Regions from separate parts of the Mus musculus genome. Here region 1 is linked to region 2. The links are chromatin contacts, called in public promoter capture Hi-C maps. All regions are on one chromosome and are shown on one strand. Each heading gives the region's core, a stretch centred on a gene start, on an enhancer-like site or on the middle of the called end of the contact. The rest is flanking DNA. Distances are from core to core; before and after follow the strand shown.

Evidence for each region. Capture Hi-C pulls out chosen DNA fragments and counts their contacts.
Region 1: a promoter capture Hi-C map of liver shows a contact between it and region 2, with 4 times the contacts expected there. The contact joins two enhancer-like sites. A contact is called at or near these places in 2 of 115 datasets of contacts at active chromatin or transcription factors (T-cell acute lymphoblastic leukemia and large pre-B cells) and 2 of 9 other capture datasets (embryonic stem cells and liver).

The regions. Positions count from the first base shown.
Region 1 is chr17:46,466,525-46,471,291 of GRCm38.p6, forward strand. It overlaps Ttbk1 (tau tubulin kinase 1), which reads right to left. Exons shown (of 15, transcript NM_001162864.1): 11 at 4,054-4,285; 12 at 3,695-3,873; 13 at 602-1,163. Among named protein-coding and RNA genes, the nearest start is that of Ttbk1, 19 kb to the right of the region's middle. Within about 2 kb of position 1,922, at least 8 of the 459 cell types and tissues checked have an H3K27ac peak or open chromatin away from gene starts, as enhancers often do. A contact at or near this core is called in liver, where this site is marked.
Region 2 is chr17:45,689,563-45,694,151 of GRCm38.p6, forward strand. All of the region lies in intron 1 of Mrpl14 (mitochondrial ribosomal protein L14), which reads left to right. Among named protein-coding and RNA genes, the nearest start is that of Mrpl14, 5.5 kb to the left of the region's middle. Within about 2 kb of position 2,764, at least 34 of the 459 cell types and tissues checked have an H3K27ac peak or open chromatin away from gene starts, as enhancers often do. A contact at or near this core is called in liver, where this site is marked.

The DNA of each region.
Region 1 (4,767 bases), core at 672-3,171, 780 kb after region 2:
CCCTTCTGTCCTCCGGCTACCTCAACTCAGGTCACAGTCTGCTTCCTGGCCCCGGCCACCAGGGAGCTCCTGCTGATGCCTCATAGGAGACCTCCATGCTTCTCACCTTTTACCCTTTTAATACATTTTCTACCAAGCAGCCCAAGGGATCGCCCAAAGGTCTCAAAGCCACCACAGTGACACACTCCTACTTAAAAGCCATCAGTGGGTTACCAAGCCATCAGAATCAAGTCCCAACCCTTCAGTGTGGAGTCCAGGCTTCTGCGACAGCCCCAGGACCCGCTTCACAGCCTTATCTTCTTAAATCAATACTGTGCTAAAGTATCACCACTGGGCTCTGAACACACTATCCCCAGGGCACAAAATGCCTTTCTTCCGCCTTGTCACCTAGCTGAGTTACTCACAAGACCTTACCCACAGCTTAGGTCTCATCTATCCCCACATATTCTGTGGGGCCTTTACACCTGTCTGTCTCCAACATGGCCTGTCACTGCTGGGTTCCTAGGCCAGAAGGGCCCACCTCAACGTAGAACACAGCAGGCCTGCTGGCAGAACTCTAGGGATCTCTGGGTAGGGAGGTAATGTACAAGTCCAGTCTTACCTGTCTCTGAGGGCCCGTGGGATCTGACTCTCTCCGTCGAGGTCGGGGTCCCGAGTGCAAGGGAGAGTGGGAAGGGCTGCCAGGCGTGGGTGGCTGTGATGTCTCTGACCGGCCATCAGCCTGGCTCAACTGAGGTGGTGCAGGCTGGGGCAGCATCTGCCGTGGGTCCTCCTCTGTCAGCGTGTGCATACCACGTCCACGCGGCCTGACAGTGGGCTCTGTCCCCAGTCGCCTCCTTTCCTCGCCCTCCTCGGGCAGGGGCCGCAGCTCCTCGGGCTCTTCATCAGTGGTGCCTGATGTGCTAGGCTCAGCCCCGGGAGGGAAGTCCTTGAGCTCCGTCTCCTTGTCAATAATGACCCACTCCTTGCTGTCAAAGTCTTCCTCCTCAGCCAGTGGCACTGAGCGGAAGGCGTTGCTCAGGGCCTCCTGCTCCACAGAGGCAGAGACGTCCATGCGGCCACTGGCCTGCCTGTCAGCATGGCCCGTGTCCACTGACAGCATCTGAGCTGGTTGTGAGGAGCAGGCCTGGCGGGAGGGGGAGCCAGGCAGATCCATCCGTGACCTGCAAGAGCCACCCACATGGAGTTCAGTGTGGGGGGCCTCTGAAGCCCCAGGGACATCAGGCCAGCAGCGGCAGGGTAGTGTGTGACTCCTTCAACATCACCTACTAGAAACACTTCCCTTTATATCTCCCCTTACCATGGATTTCTTCAACCAATGTTCCTTAACACTTACCGTAGTCCAGGAACAAGAGCGTGCAGAAAATGAGCTTGTCCCTCTCGGAGCCTCTGGGCTATCCCAGGGAATCTAGTCTTTCTAACACCCGTCGGGTACTCACTCCATCTGCAGCTCCCTCCTGCTGCATCCGGGGCAAAGACACCAGCTGGTTCTTGAGTGTACAGATGGCTTCCAGCTCCACCACTGACACCTCCAGTCCTGCCCAGCTGGCGCTCCATAACCCCGGGCAGGCAAGGCTTTGTCAGTCCCTAGGTGGAAGCCAAAGTCTGCTCTCCTTAGCTTGCACCCAGGGCCTCTCAACCTGATGTTTTCCCTTTTCCCTACACAGGTCTCTTTCAGGACGTTTTCATCAACTGTCCACCCCACAGCCTGCACCTTCACCTTTTGCTCCCTGAACTTTGCCCTGACATACTTCCTGGAGCGAGCCCTCCCCTTCCTGCATGGACAGTTACTCGTCCCCACGAGGCACCCTGAGCCCCCACCAGACCATGGACCTCAGATCTGTCTTGCATTCCTATAGACTGTGATCTCCTCTTCCAGGCAGGGCCTGGCTTCCTCTAACCTTTAACCTCAGGGCACAGATCCTGCAGGGGACATCTGTTACTACCTTGAACTATGCCTGTGACTTTCACATGACACCCAAATCTCTGCTTCCAAGGTGAGCGTGCTTCTTGCACAATGTAGCTGGTGTGTGTGTGTGTGTGCGTGTGTGTAAAGGAAGATGCTACATATGGGGACAGCATTGGCTCCTGAACCCCAGAATACCAGGAAAACCAGCAGGCCTAACTCATCTGCGACCTGTAACCCATCTCCCATTTGGCTACAGGCAAGGGGCTGACTGGTGCTCGGTGAGAGTGACTCAGTTGCAGAGGGGAGATATGTAGAGAGGAACTTCCTGTCAGCCTTTCTCAAAAGACCCTGCCCAGCCTGCATGGCAACTGTCTAAGCTCTCCTTTTACACCACATTTGTATCGATTTGTTAGTGAGGCTTGAAATAAAACACCGTTGACAGAGGCCGCCCTGCGACTCCCTGGAAATGGCTGGTCCCGTTTCGTTTCCCAGGGGTACACCTTGTTCTGAGGGACATAAAGGACAGAAGGGAACAAAGCAGGAGTGGACTCTGCCAACACATGTCCCTGTGTGTGTAGGTGACAGAGAGCTGGGCCACCCCAGCCTTGTCTGCTCCATACTTTTTGTGCTCCATGTGCCACCACGTGCCATCCTACCCCCTTTCCCTGTCTGCGACATCCTGAGCCTGCTGTAGCGGAAACCCTCTTCAGCCCACCCCTTTCTGCCATTCCTGAAGTGGTGTTGCCTGTGAGCCAAACTGACCCGTTCAGTGTTACTTCTAAGAGGGCAGCTCTTCAAAACTGTCTTGCTCAGAACACTTGCCCCTTTGGTCTCCAGTCATCCCTTCCTTGCTTCTCCATGTCCAGAACCCTTTGTACCGAGGGACTCCATGCTGCGTGGGTGAAGATGAGGTCCCTTGTGCCTGGCAGGACAGCCCAGGTGAGTGCAAGCTGTCATACACTCAGGGACACAGACTTGTCTTGGTTTTGTCCACACAGCCCCCAGCCCCCAGCCCCTGCAAACTGGCACTGTTTTCAATCTGGCACTCCGGACAGTTTAGGGTGGAGTCTGGGGGAGGGGCCGTGGCTGATGTAGGTCATTAGGCAAGACACTGAGAGGATATCAAAAAGGATGCCCTCTTCCTGCAGGGTCGAGAGAGCATCTTCTCTACTTCCTAGTTTACCAAAGCCCTGGTCTACTGTGGAGCAAAGTTCTTCAGAGGCTAAGGGAAATCAAGGACATTTCATCTTCCAGGTGACCCCTTACCTGGTGTCCCACCCACCCTAGTGTGACTTGATCCACCCCTGCCAGCTCCACCGAACCCTTGGCCAACTTTATCCTCCTCCCACCAATTAAGGGCTAATTCCCTCTCAGCCTGCCTCTCACCAGCCAGGTTGCTTCTGGGTCCCTCTGGCTCTCAATTCATATCATGTCCCTTAGAACCCCCAAAACTTAGCCCACCAGCAGTTCCTCAAACCCCTCTCTCAGGCTCTCTGACTGCGGGTGGCCAAAGCAAGCCCACCTCTGTTGCTCTCCAGGCATCTGTGAATTGTTATCTAGGACCATCTTCTGGGTCCAGAAACTGACCTGTCCCATTCTTTCCTCTCTGCAAGCCCACCATAGGCCACACCTGACTCCAATCTGTGGGCCTGACCCTCACCTCACTTTTTAGGTGCCCTCTAAGCCACATGGGTGACCTGACCTTTCGCAGAGCAGCCATGCTGATGAAGGCAGGTGGGGCCAGGCTTTTGACACGCCACCCTGAACCCCTGTACACAAACTCACCTCCTCTCCTGCAGCTCTACCCGACCATCAGCAGCTGTAGACAGCCTCTCCGACTCTGGGCTGTTGACCCTCCGGTAGCATAGAGACCGCACTGGGGTTGTTGGGGAGTCTGGGGGGGCACGCACTGGGGAACTGGGGACCCCTACTCCTCGACTCTGCTCTTCCTCCACACAGGGGGTCTGCAGAAGAGGGGGTGCTGTGAGTTAGGGTGGACAGGCTAGCTGTGGGTGCTGTGAGTTAGGGTGGACAGGTTGGCTGTGGGTGAGAGGCATGGGGTGGGGGTTGGGGGTGGGTAGGGCCCAGGGCTGGGAACCCAGGTGGGGAAGGCTGCCCATACCCTTCTGCCTAGATGCACTTACTTTGCCAATGTTGATGCGCAGTTTGTTGCGGTTGACATCTGTCTCCTCCCACACTTCAGCCTCAGGACCCCCAGGGTGGGGAACAAGATGGGGACCAGGGCCCAAGCCCTCTGGAGGCCTCCCGGGCAGGATTGGGGGTGCGTTCTCCTGGTCACTCAGGTGCTCTCCCTGCAGTACGTCCTCAGTGTTCTCACGAAGCAGGTCCCCAGGCACCGGTGTCACATTGACCACTCTGGGGAGGCAGGGAAAGTCATGGGAAAGGCTTGCAGGGGTTAGGGTTAGGGAACCCACCTGGGAGGCCTCCTTCCTCCCCATCTCCTTTACTCTCTGCCAGCACAAGCCCTGGGGACCATCTCCAGAGTAGCCAGAGAAGAGGCCCATTGCCATCCCTGCCTACAAGGCCTCTGAGCCAGACCATCCTCAAGGTGGCAGGGGCTACAAGGAGGTGTGGCCAGCAGGGACTGGAACATCCCCCCTGAGCCCCACTTTTTCAGATCTGTGGGTTTTCAAGCCCTTGCTATACAGTCCACTGTCAGAATCAGACTTCCTTTAGACCCCAGAACAAGTCTAAAGAGACTCCTTTGAACTCCTTCTGTAAACCTCTTTAAAAGAGATTTATTGCCAGGCAGTGGTGGCACATGCCTTTAATCCCAGCATTAGGAGGTAGAGGCAGTCAGATATCTGAGTCTGGTCTACAGAGTGAGTTCCAAAACA
Region 2 (4,589 bases), core at 1,514-4,013:
TATGTAAGCCTGGCTAGCCTGGAATTCGATATGTAGATCAGGCCGGTCTTGAACTCACATAGAGCCACTTGCCTCTGCCTCCCAAATGCTGTTATTATAGAATGACCCACCACACCAGCCTTGGTTGGTTTGCTGTTTGTTTTCTTTCTTTCTTTCTTTCTTTCTTTCTTTCTTTCTTTCTTTCTTTCTTTCTTCCTTCCTTCCTTCCTTCCTTTCTTTCTTTCTTTCTTTCTTTCTTTCTTTCTTTCTTTCTTTCTTTCTTTCTTTCTTTTTATCGAGACAGGGTTTCTCTGTATAGCCCTGGCTGTCCTGGAACTCACTTTGTAGACCAGGCTGGCCTTGAACTCAGAAATCTGCCTGCCTCTGCCTCCCAAGTGCTGGGATTAAAGGCGTGCGCCACCACACCGGGCCTTGCTGTTTGTTTTCTTTACTTTTTGACAGTCCCAGGCTGCTTTGAACTTGTACTTGGTTTTGGTGGAGTTTTTAGTGGGTAGAACTGCCTTTGAACCATAGCCCTGCCCTACAGAGTATACTGGAGTAGGAGCAAGTTTGACTCGGTTGCCTTATAGCCTTGGTGGAGTGACAAGCAGTAGTACCATTTCGGATTTCATTTCTACACCTGCAAAATGATGCAAGTCCTGGCTGGGCCAGCCTCCTTCAGGCAAGTGCCTGGTCTTTGTTTTTCTGTTTCCAATGGCTCCAAAGGAATGAAATCATCAAAGACAGTGCTCTGGCGAGGATACTTTGAGAATTGCAACATGTTGTGTGAGATTAAACTATATACACAAAATAAACTGAAAGAGAATGAGGGAGGGGGGAACAATAACAAGTGTTTAAGCAACCAATAGGCGTATTTGTTGGGTCAAAATGAAGGGAAGGGTTCATGTGGGAGGATGGTGGTCTTCAAAGTGGCCAGGCCTTTGCTTTTTGCTGTTAATTTGATGTATTTGTTTGATTTTGGAGACAGAGTCTCACTCTGTAAGATGAAGCTGGTTTAGAATTCCCAGGCTAAAGGTGACTCTCCTCTGCATCCTTGCTCCAGAGTGCGGGCGTAGACGGTGTGTGCCCAGCCGACCTGGCTTGGAAACAATGTATAGGTCTTTGATGCTCCTTGTACTGCTGAATTGTGTAGCGAGACACTTTGCTGGTTACTTTGTAACTGAAATTCAAAACCCGAGTGATACCTGCAAAAGATGGCTCAGCTAGGCAGCAACAGTCTTAGCAACATTCTTACACACAAGTGTGAGAACCTGAGTCTGCTCCCCAGAACCAGTAAAGGTGGAAGGAGAGCTCTGACTCCACAGTTGCCCTCTACATGACGTACACACAATAATAAATAAATAAATATCCTCAGGTAACGGTGCTCTCCCCCCGCCCCCTCCCAAAGCATAGCAAGCATAGGTGCTTCCTTGATTGTTCTTCTAGCCGTAGGTATGAAAAGTAGCAAAAATCCACTGGACCTAACAAAAAAGAACCCTCTAAAGTAGTGGTTCTCAACTTTCCTAATGCTGTGACCCTCATATTGTGGTGATCCCCCCCAACCATAAAATTATTTTTATTGCTACTTCATAACTGTAGTTTTGCTACTGTTATGAATTGTAATGTAAATATCTGTGTCTTCTCATGGTCTTAGGCAACCCTATGAAAAAAATTGTTTGGCCCCAGAGAGGTCATGACCCATAGGTTGAAAACTACTTCTCTAAGACATCAGAGATGTCTTAGAGATGCATGAAAATGTCAAGCCAGGCATGGTGGTTCACGCCTTTAATACCAACACTCAGGAGACAGAAGCAGGGGGATCTCTGAGTTCGAGGCCAGCCTTGTCTACAGAGCAGGTTCCTGGACAGTCAAGGCTACACAGAGAAACCCTGTCTTGAAAAAAAACAAACGAGAGAGAAAGAAGTCAAGACAAACACACATGGACACTCTGGGCTCTGTTTGACAGTCCCTTAGCTGTAGCCATGTGTCAATAGCTGCTCTCTACCCTAGAGCACTAACAAAGCAGGGCAGGTAGTGGTCTCTGCCCCATGGAGCGTGCATCCCAGTGGGATAGGTATGGATGAGCCTAGTGCACACCTCGCACTGTGAAATCCCTGTGTTTCTGCTGCATAATGGAATTTAACCAAGATGGGAAAGGGGCATGCTTCTCATGGATGAGGTCATCTCTACCCTGCCCTTTGAGTCACACTCTGAAATGGGAAGAGAATACTCCGAGTTGACCAGGAAGTCACAGGAAAGGCCACCTCCGCACTGGAATCTTCCCAGTAACCTGGCTCTGTCTAAATGACTGTCATAGAAGAAATAGTGAGGACCATCTGGGCAAACAAGGCTTAGAGAGACAGCATTCTGTGTGCCAGAGTATTCCAAGCCTCAGAGCCTGTCTACAGGATGAACTCTTGCTAGCAGAGAACACAAAGGCCTGTTAAGAGTTTCTCTGACGTCCCTTGCTGTCCCATAGCACACCCCTCCCCATCCGAAGCGGTTATTTAGTGATGGGAAGTGTTCACACTACACTGGGTCATACTTCCAGGGCCTTACAGACAAAGCACTAGCACCATCTTGGCTCCAGGGGACCCTTAGAGGGGTTGGTTCCCTATGAAGTCCCTGTGTCTCATCAGTGTGTGTGGGGGCACCTAACTTATTTACTGCTCTCCTACTGTTTTTTCGGGACCTGAGCTATTTTCCCAGTGTGGGAGAAGCAGGAGAGTGTCTGCGACTGTGCCTTCAGGTCACAGCAGTGCATACTGTTGTCTCTTCACTGCTAAGTCTGCTGCGGTTGAGGTCAGAGGTCACACTCAGTACCAGATACCTTAGAAACTGAAAGTGATCATGGACTTTTTTCCTTAGAAACTTGAAGCTGAGCAGTGGTGACACACACCTTTAATCCCAGTGCTCGGAGGCAGAGACAGGCCGGCCTGATCTCTGTGAGTTCTAGGATAGCCAGGGCTACATAGAGAAACCCTGTCACACACAAAAAGTTGAAGACTTCTCTGTAGGAATGGCCCCTGTGCTCAAGAGTGGGCACAAAGTTCTGCCTTTCTAGTACCTTGGCCATTTGAGGTGTCCTACGTTTCTGAATTTGGGGTAGTAAGTTGCAAGGAGTCTAAGAGCCCAGTGCAGAGGTGAAGTTCCTGTGACCCCAGGATCAATAATGTGGCCTACGTTCGATTCATCTTGAATTGCCAGGGAGTCGCTTTCGTCTGGGAGTGGGCCTGAGGGCTTGCTGGCATTGGAGGGCACCGCTTGGTTGGGGTTTGAGGCACAACCTGGCTGCCCATCAGAGATGTGGTGGGTTGTACCCTCTTTTAGTTCTACATAGAGCATGAGTCCTTTTGCTCCCTGTACCACAGATTATCTTTAGATCCTAGATGGGGGCTGGGAAGTCGCTGAGTGCTCTCCAGACACAGTCAAGGTACTGGGTGGATTCCCAGCACAGTACACAGCTGAGCCTTAGGTCAGACTGAAAGGGGGCCTCCTCACCTGGTATTTCAAGCCCTTCAGCAGGCAGTGAGGCGCCTATGATCCAAGTGAACTTGTAATGTCAGTGTTGTTTTGGTTTTTGAGGTCTATCTGTGGTCTCTTGGCTGTCCTGGAACTTGATATGTACACCAGGCCGGCCTCAAACTCTGCCTGGGCTTCCTGAGTACTGGGGTCGTGTGCCACACCTGGAAAATGTCAGTGTTCTTGATGGAACTAGAGTTTGTTAAGAGTTGTAGAGAAATAATATTTACGGCTGCCATGTTTACTTTCGCTTGAGTAAGTGTGGCGACGGTTCAGGAAGCCGGTTACTGTGGTTCAAATTGTCACCCACCCCTGTGTCACCTTGGTCAACTTATCCTCTGGTGGCTGTGGGGGGGGGGGAGAGGTCAGTAATGGTATGCACTGCACAGTAGTGTTTGTGAGTTAAATGAGATGCCAGTGCACAGCATTTAGCCTAGTATGTGGCGTGATATAACTGCCTCAGCAAAGGTTCAAAAAGCAGAGAGACCCGACAATTCAAAGCCTGGGGGTGCAGAGGTCCTAAGGCTCATTGTGGGGCTCTATGGAGATCACTAAAAGTCTCTGTACCTCAGTTTCCTCTTCTATGAAATGAGAAGGGAAGAAGAGAGCTGATAGGTATGCAGTGGGTGAGCAGCCTGGGCTGCGTCCTCTGCGTCGCTCATGCCTGCGATCACAGCTAGAGGACTTGCACAGGTCCTTAGTCAAGCTGGGCTCATCTGTCCAGCGCTCCGATTGCCCGGGTTGGCTGCTGTATTCGTCGGGTTGTTTTCTGATTGTAGAGTAGCACAGCACTTCACGGGTGTTCCGAGGAGAACACTGAGGTGCTGGGATGTGCGGAGGCACCAAGTGACTGGCGTTTGTGGAATGTTCCCATATGGAAGTGAGTGGTGAATTCTCCCGCCACCTTTATTAAATAGTCTTATCTGTGGCGCCTTGAAGCCTCACTAAGCAAAGCTGTGTGCAAATACTCCAGTGCACAGACATGGCTCTGCAGGGCTCTCCAGTGGTGCCCACTGCAGCTAGGCGCCTGGATGGAAGAGCTGGCCTGCTGGCAGCTGGGATCCCCGCCTGGGTGGTATCCCTCACCA